Regions from separate parts of the Mustela erminea genome. Here region 2 is linked to region 1. A link is a contact called in public Hi-C data. All regions are on one chromosome and are shown on one strand. The core of a region is the stretch at or near the end of the contact, and the rest is flanking DNA. Distances in the headings are between cores, read along the strand shown.

Region 1 (2,700 bases), core at 8-2,507:
AGATGTCTAAGGCACAGCTTTGTCCTCAGGCTCATAGCTGTGTCTGTAGGTCAGTGTAGAGGGACAGCTGTCTGCACAGTTAGCAAGTGCCTACAGGTAAATAAGAGCCTCCTGTCTTCTTAATTAAATCGCCCTTTGCCCAGGCAGCCCTGTGTTCGATTGGGCTGGGCTGGGATCAATAAGCTTCTTTCCTGGTGCGGCCAACCCTGGAGCTGGGCCTGACCTCCCCAGCCCTGCTCAGGCCCTCCTGCCTTCTTCCCCCAAAAGCCTGAGAGCCCTGGGAGGGCAAGGTGTCTTGTACTCGTGTGCCTGGGACAGAGTATGGAACAAGAAAGGAGTAAAAGTGATTGAGTAAACTGAGGCACTGGCAGCAAACATGGGCCAGAAAGGCTTGGAGGCCTACACTGTAATCCCCATCCCCAAGATCAACTGTGAAGCTGTGGGAATCATAGCAGGAGCTGCTCCCATCCAGCTCCCCGCCCCAACAACAGCTTACAGCCCAGGGAGGCTGAAGCCCAGTTGGGAGAGAGGGATGTCAGTGTTCAGGACCACTAGGAGCAGTTGCTCCTTTTGACCTCTAAAGGCTGAATACCCCTTTCATAGGCGATCCCCACCTAGGGATCCAGAGCTAATGTAGGAGGATCTGTGAGCTGGAATCAGTATGGCAGAGCCTGTGGCCCTCAATGGGAGACTAGGGTCAGCCTGGAGTTGTGAAGGGCCCAAGGTGAGTAAGGGGTGGAGAGGCAATCACAAGGTTTCAGGCTTATTGGGTTGTTACGAGGGCTTAGAGGATAGCGTTCGTTGTGTGTTGTGTGTTTGAAGGATGTTATTTTGGAGTCCATTCAAGAGGAACCTCTGACAGGATCACGGGGGCACCAGGTTCTGCAGAAAAGGTCGGTAGTAAAGGTTGCTTGGAGCCGCCCATACTGGTTCAGGTCAAGGCGTCTCTGATAGCGGTCGGGGTCGTCACATTTCACTAGGAGATCGGAAAGTCCCTTGTTTGGAAGGACAGGGACGGGTTTGTAACCGACGCCCTTGTAACCTCAGTCTGACCCGGGGGACGCAGGCCTTAGACGTCTCCCGAAGCCCCCGCCCATCGAGTGGCGTTTCCCCAGGGCGGAGCGTCGGCGGGTCCCCCGGGAGAGCAGGATCCACGCGGGGCTGGCGCCCCCAGCGCCGGGGTTGAGGGAGGCCGGCTCCGCGCCGGGCTGGGAGGGGGGCGCGGAATCGGGGCTTTTTAGGACCCAGCGCGGCGCCTCCCTCCGGGGGCGAGTGCGGCTGCGCGCGCCGTGTGCTTGTGTCCGGAGAGCGGCGGGCTGGACGCGGACCGCGCGAGCGAGCAAGCGAGCAAGCGAGCAAGCGAGCCTAGCAGCAGCCCGGGCGGCAGCAGCGTCGCGGCGGCGGCGGCCGCTCCGCGCCTCGCCTCCCCGGCCTCGCCGGCTTAGCCGGCCTCGCCTCGCCGCGCCTGGACCCGCCACCCCCGCCTCCCGGTCGCGACCGCCGCAGCCCCCTCGCCTTGACCGGCACCTTCAGCCGCCTTCCCGAAGCCGGGCGCGAAGCGCCGGGCGCAGAGGCACCGGAGCCAGTGCCCACCGGCCTCGCAGACAGAGCCCAGCCCGGAGAACCCGTGCCCGGCCGCGCGCAGCTCCGCTACAGCCCGGGAGCTGTCCCTTCAGCACCGCCGCCGGAGCCAGAGCTTAGCCCCGCGGAAGCCCAGCTCGAGGCGGAGCGCGCACCGGGCACAGCGCTCCGCGGTCGCCGCACCGAGCAGCGCCCCAGGTGCCCCTGCCCAGGGGGCCCGCCATCTCCTCCAAGAGGCGGGGAGAAGGAGCGAGGAGGGCGGGCGGGCAGGCAGGCGCGCCCGCCGCCGGGGGGAGCAGGCAGCCAGGCAAGGAGAGAGGGAGGGGGCCGGAACCTGCCCTGCGCCCCGAGCTGCAGCCCGGCCACGCAGGGAAGAAGGCAGCGGTCATCCATCTCCCCAGCGCCGAGAGCGCGCTGCGGCGACCACCGCACAGCCGAGCGCGAATTTCCCGGCCCCCTCTCCTCCCCTCCCCCTTCCGGGGGCTGATCTATCTGTCCGGCCTTTGGAGCAGCTGACCTTCCCCCAAAAAAGCTTTGTGTCAATTTCTTCATTTTCCCGCTGAGATGGGGACCGGAGCCCGGCCCCCGAACCCTCTTTTCCCTCCTCCCGGGGCTCGCCGCTGAGCGCCGTCCCTCTTCCTCCCTTCCTCCCTCCCTTTCTTCCTCCCTTCTTTCCTCCTCTGCCTCCTCCGCAGCCGGACCAGCTCCCTCCCCACATCTGGCGCCTAGAGACCCCTGGGATCCCGCGCACACTCCCTCGGACCAGCACCCGACAGAAAGCGCCCCGAGGGGCTTGGGTCGCTCTTGGGGTGGCCAGAGCCACCATCCTCTGTACCCCCCGACGGCTGGGGGGAGGGGGGAGGAGGCCCCGCGCCCCCCTCCCCGGCGCCAACTCCCCCTGGCGGCCGCTCCCATGGGTGTCGCTGGGCCGCGCCATGCCTAAGGGGGCGCCGCGATGGGCCAAGGGGACGAAAGCGAGCGCATCGTGATCAACGTGGGCGGCACGCGCCACCAGACGTACCGCTCGACGCTGCGCACGCTGCCCGGCACGCGGCTCGCCTGGCTGGCGGAGCCCGACGCCCACAGCCATTTCGACTATGACCCGCGCGCCGACGAGTT
Region 2 (2,700 bases), core at 138-2,637, 230 kb after region 1:
AGCCCTGGCTTTCAGGGGGCTGCTCTGGTGGGATGCCTGGTTGAGCCCTGGCTCTCAGGGGGCTGCTCTAGTGGGATGCTTGGGTTCCCTGTTCCTCCAAGGATCTGGGCACAAACCAGGCTGATGGTCATCCCCAGGACTTGCTTGGTGTCTGGAGAAAACTCTCTGGGGGAGGCTGGGGGTCGTGCAGATGTTTCCCAGCTCACACCACATTCAAACTCCAGAGTTTTTTCGCACACTTTTAGACTCTTATTAATAACATTTTAAAATGCAGATTGCTGCCTAATCTTAGCTGCGTAATTAAAAAAATAATCTTGCTTCTCTCCCTCCCAGCGAGAAAGGAAACTATACCCCAGGGCTTCTGCAGCTAAGAAATCACGCCCTGCAGAAGAGCTGGTAGGAGGCTCAAGTAGAGATGGGGGCAGGGGAAGGGGGGGTGGAGGTGAAGCCAAGAAGCGAGTCTAATCCCTTGACTTTACAGAAAATGAAAAGGAGGCTGAAGGAGAGGAGTGATCTGCCCAAGGACACACAAAATGTTCTAGCAGAGCCAGAATCAGAATCCCACTTTCCTGCTTCCCAGCAGACTCTGTACTGTCTCCTAGAGCAAGGAAAGAAGAAGACAGCCTATAAGTTCTTAGAGGGTAGGAATAATACCTATGTCCTCACGCCATGAGCACTGTTCATCTGGAGAAGAAGCTACAGGTTTCAGATGTTCAAGATGGTCATGGGAACAAAGTTCAAATTCTTTACATTCGTGACAGACTCACTCACAGCAGGAAGGGACCTCAGAACACTCTAATCCAATCATCCACCCGCTTCTGGCTGGGAAAAGTGAGGCCCAGTAAGGAAATTGACTTACTCACCCAGGGTAAATAGTGAGCTAGAAGCAAAGCAAGACTAGGGTTAGGGTTATGGTTCTAAGCCAGGTCACCCTGACTTCTACTCCATCCTGTCTACAGCTTCTGAGAAAAGTACCTGTCAGCCTCTCACAGGTCCCACTCCTAGCTGCATCAGCTAAAGCTTTCTAGGCTCCTTGGCAGAGAAGAAGAGACATGGGTGAGGCCCTGCCTTTCTCACAGGGATGGCTTTTCGGGAGGCCCAGGGGCTGGGGGACAGAAAGATACACATCCCTACCCCATCTCCCCGGGGTTCCTTTCCTCCCTACCTAGAGCTGCCGCCCTCACCCTGGACTCCACCTCCAGTCACTGTCCATTACAAAAGGTCAGCAGCAGCTCCCATCTCAGTGAAGTTACTAAAAAAGAATTGGAAAAAATGGCCAGGCAGTGCACCCAGCTGTTGGCGAGGCCTCGTTTTCTGCTGCTGCTGATGACTCACAATGCCCAAGCTGGAGGCTGGAGCTGGGAATGAGACCTGAGAGGCTGGTTTGCCGAGGAAAGCCGCAGTTCCCAAGCACGCCAGCCTGCAGAGAGGAACGCTCCAGGCCAGTGATGTCCCAGCCCATGGCCGCAGGAACACAGCTCCCCCTGCAGACAACCCCGAGGCCCTGCAGGAGCAGGACCACAGCCAAACCACAAACTGGGACGTAAGGCCCGCAAAGCTCACGGAGGTGCTAGAGCTGTTATGAAGAAGCGAGGGCTCCAGCTCCGAAGCCGCAAGAGATCCTATGACTGACCCCCCAGAAACACTACTCGTACTTCACAGAGAAACTGGCTTTCAGTTCATGAGGCCCAGATTCACATCTTCAAACAGGGGAGACGAAGATTGCTGCCACTCTTTCAGGGGGCACATAATTCACCAGGCTCAGGAGCAAGGAGGGGAGGGAGCCTATCCTAGGATGCCAGTGCATGCCCGACCAGTGAGAATGTCTTAGGACACAACTTAGACTGGTGCCTCTCAAATTTCCTCCAACCCCACCCCTGGGAATCTCTCCCAGGTTCTTTGTGACAGGTGTCCTAACAGGGCTGCATTCGCAAATAGGGAAGCACTCTCCCACCCCCCACATGCGAGGACCCATCAAGGGCAAGAACTGAGCAGCAGGACAAGGTCAGGAGAGGCCTTGGAGGTGAAGCCCACTTCACAATGGCTTGGAGACTTGCCACCTGCATCAAGCAGTGTCAGAAATGTGCATCACCACAGGAGGCCACTGAGGAGAACTCAGTATGATCAAGCACCCACCAGGAAAGGAAAGATATCAGGAGACTCGGGGGCCAGCAATTTCAGTGAAAGGGGTTGGGGGAGGCTTGAAGTCCAAGTCCACGGTCAAGGCTGATATGTGTGCCAAACACTGCAGTTACATTCAAGTTGCTCATCTGGAAGTGCATGGCCTCCTAAGTGTGAAGGTCCGCCAGGCCAGATCCATGGTGGGACAGTCTGTCCTTCCTTCCCTTCCACATCTGCTCATCTCCCTCCCACTCTGCTCCCTGTTCCCATCTGTCCCTCAGGCACCAGAAGAAACACCCTTTACCAGCACCCCACCTGCCAAGAAACTCTTAAGTCACCAGTGCGGCCTCCTGGGAAAAGCGGACACCGTTTAAGTCTCCCTCCAGTGATTCACCTCTAGCCACGCCAGACACGAGCAGGAGCCAAAGCTACAGTGCCTTCCCTGGAGAGGCTGACTTTTCCATGGCCAGGGACTGCGAAAGGCATCTGCTACACGGGATTTTTCATTTCATAGGATCAGTTCCAACCAAATCAGCAGAGCACTGTTACTATGGACCATCTGCCAGGACCCGGAAACAG

Evidence for each region. A called contact is a pair of places that touch in the nucleus more often than the background predicts.
Region 2: a Hi-C map of fibroblasts shows a contact between it and region 1, with 6 times the contacts expected there. The contact joins the enhancer-like site here to the promoter of KCNC1 in region 1. A contact is called at or near these places in 3 of 3 Hi-C or Micro-C datasets (fibroblasts, skeletal muscle and spleen).

What each region holds. Positions count from the first base shown.
Region 1 is chr9:71,797,108-71,799,807 of mMusErm1.Pri, forward strand. It overlaps KCNC1 (potassium voltage-gated channel subfamily C member 1), which reads left to right and starts at 1,258. Exons shown (of 4, transcript XM_032356890.1): 1 at 1,258-2,700. The coding sequence starts at 2,537.
Region 2 is chr9:72,027,639-72,030,338 of mMusErm1.Pri, forward strand. The region is part of intron 7 of SERGEF (secretion-regulating guanine nucleotide exchange factor); the gene reads right to left. Among named protein-coding and RNA genes, the nearest start is that of SERGEF, 39 kb to the right of the region's middle. Within about 2 kb of position 1,388, the one cell type or tissue checked has open chromatin away from gene starts, as enhancers often do. A contact at or near this core is called in fibroblasts, where this site is marked.